Regions from separate parts of the Athene noctua genome. Here region 1 is linked to region 2. Evidence: chromatin contacts called from public Hi-C data. All regions are on one chromosome and are shown on one strand. The core of a region is the stretch at or near the end of the contact, and the rest is flanking DNA. Distances in the headings are between cores, read along the strand shown. Region 1 holds the start of SLC2A11 (solute carrier family 2 member 11). Region 2 holds the start of LOC141967533 (carbonic anhydrase 15-like).

Region 1 (3,786 bases), core at 794-3,293, 140 kb before region 2:
ACTTCACATGTTATACAGAGCAGAAAATACCTCTTTGCTGAACCTTCTCATTACACAGTTGTTCCCACATGTTCTTGTGTTTAGCAGTCTGTAATTGTGTATTCAGCCAGAATATGTTCTACACCCTCAGTATTATGATATACATTAAATATGTGGCAGACAGTGGGTCCTATGCCATGTTCTGGTCTCTGAGGTAATTTCTTTGTCAGTATTGCCCATTGCTCATATTGCTGTCCAACACCACTGCTGTTTCTTCAGAATCAAGGGCAGATGAATGGGGCTGCTTCATACAGCATCATGGGATCAGGGTGTTGGTATAAACATGAGGTCTCTTGACTTTTTGAAGGGTGTAGAACAAGCTGTCTTGGCTGACACAGTATGGCAACTGAGAGCTCACTGGCAGGCCTGCAAGCAAAAAACATGCATATTTTCCCCTTGCAGTAGGATGCCCTGAATGTGATAGTATGAGTGTCCCATATCAGAACAACACTGGGGCTAACTGTGGAGAAACAGAGACACTCTATAGAAGCTTTCTAAACAGTTTTGTTGATCATTCCTCCTCTGTCATGTTTGTAAGCCTCATGTCATTCTTGCCACTCTTGTCCAGATGCTTTCCTGTGTGACTGCTTTCAAACTGACCCGCAGCTTCTGTAGAGCAGCACAGCTGAGTGTCAGCAGCATCATGTCTCCATGTTCATCTCAGAATCACTGAACATCCCTTCCTCATTGCAGCCACCCCACCCCGTTGTTTGGTCTCTCTCTGTGTCACCCTCCATCCTTTTCAACCTATTTTGTACCTGTGCCTTTGGTTACCTCACCTGAGATCCTGTGACTGGCAAGCCATGCCCTGATGGTGTTCTTGGACTGGGAACACTGCTCCATGTCTCAAGACCACTCTGAGCTTGCTGGGGGCCCCTGGCCTTTAGCCTGACACCTCCTGCACAATGTTCTGTGTGGCCCAGGGCCAGGTTGGCCTTTGCCAGAGTGGGACAGCTCTGTGAGTGACGCGAAAGGCCCATGCTCAGGCTTGGCTGTTTGCCAGTTAGTGCAGGGCACCTCAGGATAGATTGTGTTTTGCTACATGAATATAACTCCCTTGACCCTGAGAACAACTTAGATAACCCAGAGCTGGGAAGCTTTTTCTCCTCTACCTGTTCTTACAGAGATATCTACTAAAGAAAAAGAAAGTTTTTCCTAGATTTGCAATAGCTTTAAAATCACAAATTCAAATAATCTTAGATTTTTCCATTCCTGAAAGGCTTTTCTCGTAAATAACTTCCATATCAGCCTGAGACAGGATGTTCTCTCAGGACAGAAATTAAGCCAGACTGTTCCAACCCTGTGGCAGGAAGAGATCGAGCTCTCTTCAGTTAGAAGCAGGTACGTTTTGCTTACACTTTCCTTGGCTACACCACTTTCCTGTCTTGTTACTGAGACGCGAGCTAAGGATTGTGCACCTGAGATCCCTGCTCTTCCCAGTTATTTTAGTTCTCCAAGTGAGAAAGATTTTGTCTCCCTACAATAGCACATTTCTTTTTTAATCACAATGCCTAGGAATCTAACACTCCTGCTCATTTTCCTGCTTTCATTATAGAGTACATCCCCCACCAGGTCCCGTATCACAGAGCTCTTTTGTGGCCATGAGCTAAAGGAAAATGGTTTGCTTCTCCCTTCAGGAGACACCAAACAGGTCTGTGATCAGAGCTGAGTTATATTTACAGGGTGACCTTCCCAAACCTTCCTTAACACCCGGCTTCTGCACTACTGTCCCAGCCACAGTGGTGGCATGCAGCTGCCAGGAGAGCCATCAGTCCTCAGTTTTATCCCAAGAACTGTGAGGAGTTGGACATGATAGTACTTACACACTAGAACATGATAGTACTTACACAGACTGTGTAAGTACTTACATGTAAGTACTTACACTTACATACTAGAACATGATAGTACTTACACAGCCTTATAAAAATGCAAATTAAAAAAAAATGATCTATCAACAATAATAGTAAAATAGATGTTTTTTACCAGTCTCTGCAGCTTGTTCATCCTCTTTGGTAGGTTTTCTTCTGTCTGCTAAAGCCTCTGGTACTCTCAGAAATTCTCTAAAGGATTATTTAAATCTCCAGCATAGGAATGTGTATTTGGTCACCCATTACATTAGGATAAGACACTTGACTTGGCAGGTGTTTTGCCAGCTGATTTACATTCTCAAAATGGGGCTGCATGTTCATTAGCAAGACAGTTCAATTAATTTTGTTGAAAGTAGATGACAGGCTGGGAAATGAATCTGCAGGATTCAGAGCTGTCTAAATCCTCTTGAAGGCCAGTATGGTTTACAGCATAAATTCCCTCTCAAAGCGTCTGGCACAGTTGCTCAGTAGTGCTTGTCTGATTAAGTGTGATCAAAGCAGGAGTAAACTACAGATTTTTTTCCAACTGTATTTGACCTGGAACCCAATCTAAGATCTGAAAGACGTACCAGACTATTTCCCTTGGTGCTGTCAGTGACAGGAATGAACAAACCCCAGAACTTTCAAATCCCTCTTGATGCCAAGCCCTTTCACTCTACTCCTGTCTAGATTCCTGGTGACATACAGGCAATCCAGCTGTTGCTGACAAGGGACTGATGCACAGAAGGCAGCAATCCTGTTCCCTCTCCACAACCTGGCATCGAGCGAGCAGCAACACTTACAGCACTCAATTTTTTCATCAAATGATCACCTCTGGCTTTTGTCTCACAGGATCCAGAGAGCTTTGGTTTTACATATGCCATGTGACTTTTTTTGTGTCTAAAATGTATAATACATGATTTGTATTACATTATATGCTATATTAAAGTGCACATTACATAATATGTAATATATCTACCTAATATATAGCATTGCAGGTAAAGGTGGTGCTGATGAGAAAGCAGGCTGCTGGGGGAAGAATTACTATCTGATCAAAATGTTCTCAGTTCATTGTGAGTTGTCACACCCTGTCGCACAGCATTATCCTGCTGTTCTTAAAGCCTTGTTCTCCCTACAGCCTCAGAGAGCAGAGAGAAGAGCCCTTCTGAGGGCAACAGCACTGATTATACCAAGGACTATAACTGGGTTTGTGCTTGGGAGATATCGATCAAGGAATCAACTGAGCTCCACCACAGTTGTTCATAGAGAGGCATGGCAGAGGAGCCTTCATAGGATGGATTTGTGTGATTCCCTGGGAGTACAAAATTGAAACTCAGTTCTTTTTTAATATCTTGGTTAAAAATTAAATAACTCTGTGCAGTAGAAGCCCCTCCTCTACTCCCAAGAGGCTCTAGCTAAATTCTAATGAGTTGAAAAGGTTTAATCCCACTGTAATAGTGGCTTCTTTGGTGACCTTTCATCTTTGTCTTTTGGCTTATCTTTCACTAGCATGTTAGTTTTATACCCTTCCCTTGTTAACTACCCATCATTTAATCAGGACTGATAGCTGACAGGCCTTGTGTAATGGGTTTGGCCATGTGGTATTTGCTTATTGTTCCAGAAATGGTTCCCTTTTCCATGTAAGCTACAAAGACAGCAAGGCAGTAACAGCAATGACAGACAGGCTTGCTTATTTCTGTAAAATAGAAAGGCACTACCTGGCAGTGAGAAATGGTGTATCCCCAGGAATCTTAGAGATGGGACCTGGTGGAGATGGAGGCATATTGCATTGCCAGCAATAATTGTAAAGCTTCTGTTTCACAAAGTATCTGGCCTTTAGGAGTAATCATACTCTTTCATCCTGCAGAGGGCAATTTGTGAGGGGCCTGACAGATGTCAA
Region 2 (3,371 bases), core at 296-2,795:
CACCCTGGGGAGTCAAGGCAGACCCTCGCTCCACACCAGACACCTTGCCCGCCCTCCAGCAGCCCTGGGTGAGTGGGGAGCAGAGGGGGGGCTGCTGCAGCCCTCCCCTGGTGCTTTCTGCAGCTCCCGGTGGGTGGGCTGGCAGCAGAAGGCGGTTGCTGGGGGCTGCAGCAGGCAGGGGGTGGTGGTGGGCAGGCCTCTGCCCATGCTGCGGGGACAACGGCTCACCCCGTCACTCAGCCCCATCACTCAGGGCCACCTCAGCCAGAGCTGCCGAACTCCCACCAGCACTGCTGCCTGCGCTCGGGGTGGCTACAGGACCACACGCTCGATGCCGGGTGCCAGTGCAGCAGACGTGGGGATGCCAAGGAGATGCCGAGGAAACTGGAGCCCTGCTCCTGCTGTCTGCACATCCACCCAGGACCACTGGTTCTGCAATGGGAGCCAGGGAGCACACCCCTCATCAGCTCACATCCCTCCTCAGCTCCCTGTCCTGCTCCTGACAGGAGGCACAGAGCAACCCGGTGCTGCCTGGGGCCAGCCTACACAAAAGGTCCCCACTGCTGGCCGAGAGGACGTGCCAATGGGGCCAGCTGCAGGTGAGCTGAGCCACGCTCTCATGGCAGCCACAACTACTCGGACCAGCAGGACGAAGGCAGCGCTGCCTGCCTCCACCTGTGCTGCCCATCGCCCCAGCGTGCAGCACCACACCCCAGTCCTTGCTATGGCTGTACAGGAGACACCAGCCCCAGAGGAGAGCCGGGAGCAGGACAGTACAGGACTCAAAAGTGTCCCCAGGGCAGGGACCTCAAGATTTCCTCCCTGCCCAGGGGGAGGCCAAGCTCCTGGGAGACCCTTGGATCCGCACCCACCAGACCTCGCCTGACCTCAAGCATCCTCTGGCAGGAGCCAAGCCTGGCCCAAAGACAGGTGAGCACCCCAGCACCTCAGTCCTGGGACAGCAGTGCCAGTTTGCTCAGAGGTTTCATCCTCATTGGTGTCTCCCAGTGGTGCAGGTCTGTGGAGTGGGTGGGCTGAAGCCCAAAATCCGAATTACCCCAAGGGGAGCCTGACCGAGACACCTCCTGCCAGGTCAGGTAGCCCCAGGCAGGCTGAGACCTCCCTGAGCCTGGCATCACAGCGGGGACATCCACCAGTGGGGAGGAGGATGGTGGGAGGGCAGGAGGATAGTGGAAGGGCTGGAGATGGCTCCTGGGCCAGACCAGATCCCCCAGTCCCTGCCTCCAGCCCTACTGGTGCAGCTCCCCCCATCCCCGCATCACTCCCCCAGCATGTGGGAAAAGGAAAGGAATAAACAGGACTGGCACAGGCGCACCCCAGCCCCACACCCCGCAACCCCTCATCCTCTCCCACCGCAGGGACCCGCCGTCCCCTCCGGCCACCCCGGGAGGGGGGCGGGCAAGCAGCGCATCTCACCTCCCGCGGCTGCTCGCACGACGAGAGGCAAAGTCAGAAAAGTTATCCCCAGCCCCTGCGTCCCCATGCTGGTGGCAGGGGCGGGCAGCAGCGGGCAGGCGGCCCCGCCGCGACGCCCCGTCCTCCTCCGCAGTGCGCCCGGGCAGGCGGCGGGGCTGGGGCGGGAGGCAGCGCTGCCAGCGCCCAGGCAGCCCGGAGAAATCCTCCGCTCCAGCCTGTGCTCTGCTGTTAAATATTCATCACAAGGGCTGAGTATTTAACTCCTCGGATGCTAGGAGGGAGCCGGGGGGGGGGGGGGGGTGGGGGGGGCGGGGGGGAGCGGCCCGGCCCCCAGCCAGCCCCATGCGCCGTGCCAGGCCCCTGCCCAGGATGCCAGCCCAAGGGCCGGCAGCAGGGACAAGGCAGGAGAGCAGGGGGCTGGCAAAGCCTGGGGGTGCAGCACACTACCTAATCCCCTCCGAGGGGTGCGGGGGTAGCTACCCAGTACCATCCTGCTCTCCAACCCCAAAGCAGGAGTTGGGCTGCATCCCTGCTGTGCCCCATCCCACCCCTGCACGGTGCCGTAGGGCCTCAGATGGGCTTCAGGAGGGTTGCCAGTAGTCAGAAGGGGCTGGAGGCACCCGCTCTGCCCCATCCCCTTCCCACACTTTGCAGGCAGATGCTGTGGGACAACCTTCCCCCCGAGCTTTGGCAACCCCTCAGCCAGCAGCAGGTCCTGCATCCTCCACAGCAGGAGGGTGGTGGCTCCCATCGGGGGCCCTGATGAGGGGTGGGCAGTGCCACAGGGAGCCACAGCCGAACCCTGCTCATCCCTGCAAACAGAGGCCCCTCCTGGGGCAACTCACGGCACCCCATCCTTGGGGCACAGGTGGCCTCTGCAGCCCTGCTATGGGGGACCCTCAGTCCCCGGGGTCACCAAGGAGCAGCACACTGATGGAGCAGGATTTGGTCCTTTCCCCTTCAGCCAGCACGAGGCCGCACAGTGGCAACCCAGGTTCAGAGTTACACAGCACTGGCCAGCCAGGGCAGGGGGGCAGTGCCAGGGCAGGGGCCTCAGCACCCGCCTGAGCAGCACAGGAGCCCAGTGCAGGCATCCCGGGCTGGTGCACATGGCTGTTGAGCTCCCCACCATGGAGGCAGCACTCACCATCCTCATTGCAGCCGTCCAGGCAGGTCCCACAGGAGCCAGTATCTTGCCAGCAGAGCTACTCTCTCGCAGTGGGCAGGTAGGAAGTGGCTGAAAACACAGGAGCATAGTGTTGTCACATTCTCCTAAAATATCCCTGCCATCTTCAGGCAGCAGTGGAAAGGAGGCCATGGGGCCCAGCCTGCAGCTCCTCTCACCGGCACTTGGCCCTGGCCGGGAGCTCTGCCGAGTCACTGCCAGGATGAACAAACCCGGCAGCAGCATGAGGGCAGCAGGAAGAAGCCTCCTGCTGCCAGCTTGGCCGGGGATGGGCTCTGGCTCAGCAAAGCTGCTTGGCTGCCATGTGCTACAAGGGGACAGCATACCCCATGGGGCTTGTCCTTGGTGGGGGCTCTTTGGGGTACCTTCATCCCTCCCTGGGCAGAGCCAGACCCAGGCAGGTGCCTGGGCAGCACCAAGCCATGTCTTTGGGCACGGGTGTGGGGTGCAGAGGAGGGCGACAGCACAGGGATCTGAGCTGCTCTGGATCTACGCCATGGTTGACGCTTGGCCCCTGCTCCAGCAATGAGGTAGTTTGCAGAGGGCTGGGATCATCCTTCCGGAGCGAGCCGCAAAGGGCGGGCAGGCAAGGTGGAGGGTGTCACCAGGTCCACAGCCTGTGCTGATTGCCACCAGGAAGGAGAGAGGCTACTCTGGCACCCAGGGAAGACCAAGACCTCCCTTGGAGATGTGAGCCCACCAAGTGGCACAAGCACCACCTCCACCTGGTGGCAGCAGGATGGCCCGT

What was found. Hi-C and Micro-C count contacts between places; a contact is called where the count stands out from the background.
Region 1: a Hi-C map of heart shows a contact between it and region 2, with 3 times the contacts expected there. The contact joins the promoter of SLC2A11 here to the promoter of LOC141967533 in region 2. A contact is called at or near these places in 2 of 2 Hi-C or Micro-C datasets (heart and liver).

What each region holds. Positions count from the first base shown.
Region 1 is chr17:10,846,671-10,850,456 of bAthNoc1.hap1.1, reverse strand. SLC2A11 (solute carrier family 2 member 11) reads right to left here and starts at 2,043. Exons shown (of 12, transcript XM_074921100.1): 1 at 2,023-2,043. The coding sequence starts at 2,043.
Region 2 is chr17:10,704,245-10,707,615 of bAthNoc1.hap1.1, reverse strand. It overlaps LOC141967533 (carbonic anhydrase 15-like), which reads right to left and starts at 1,545. Exons shown (of 8, transcript XM_074921419.1): 1 at 1,438-1,545. The coding sequence starts at 1,504.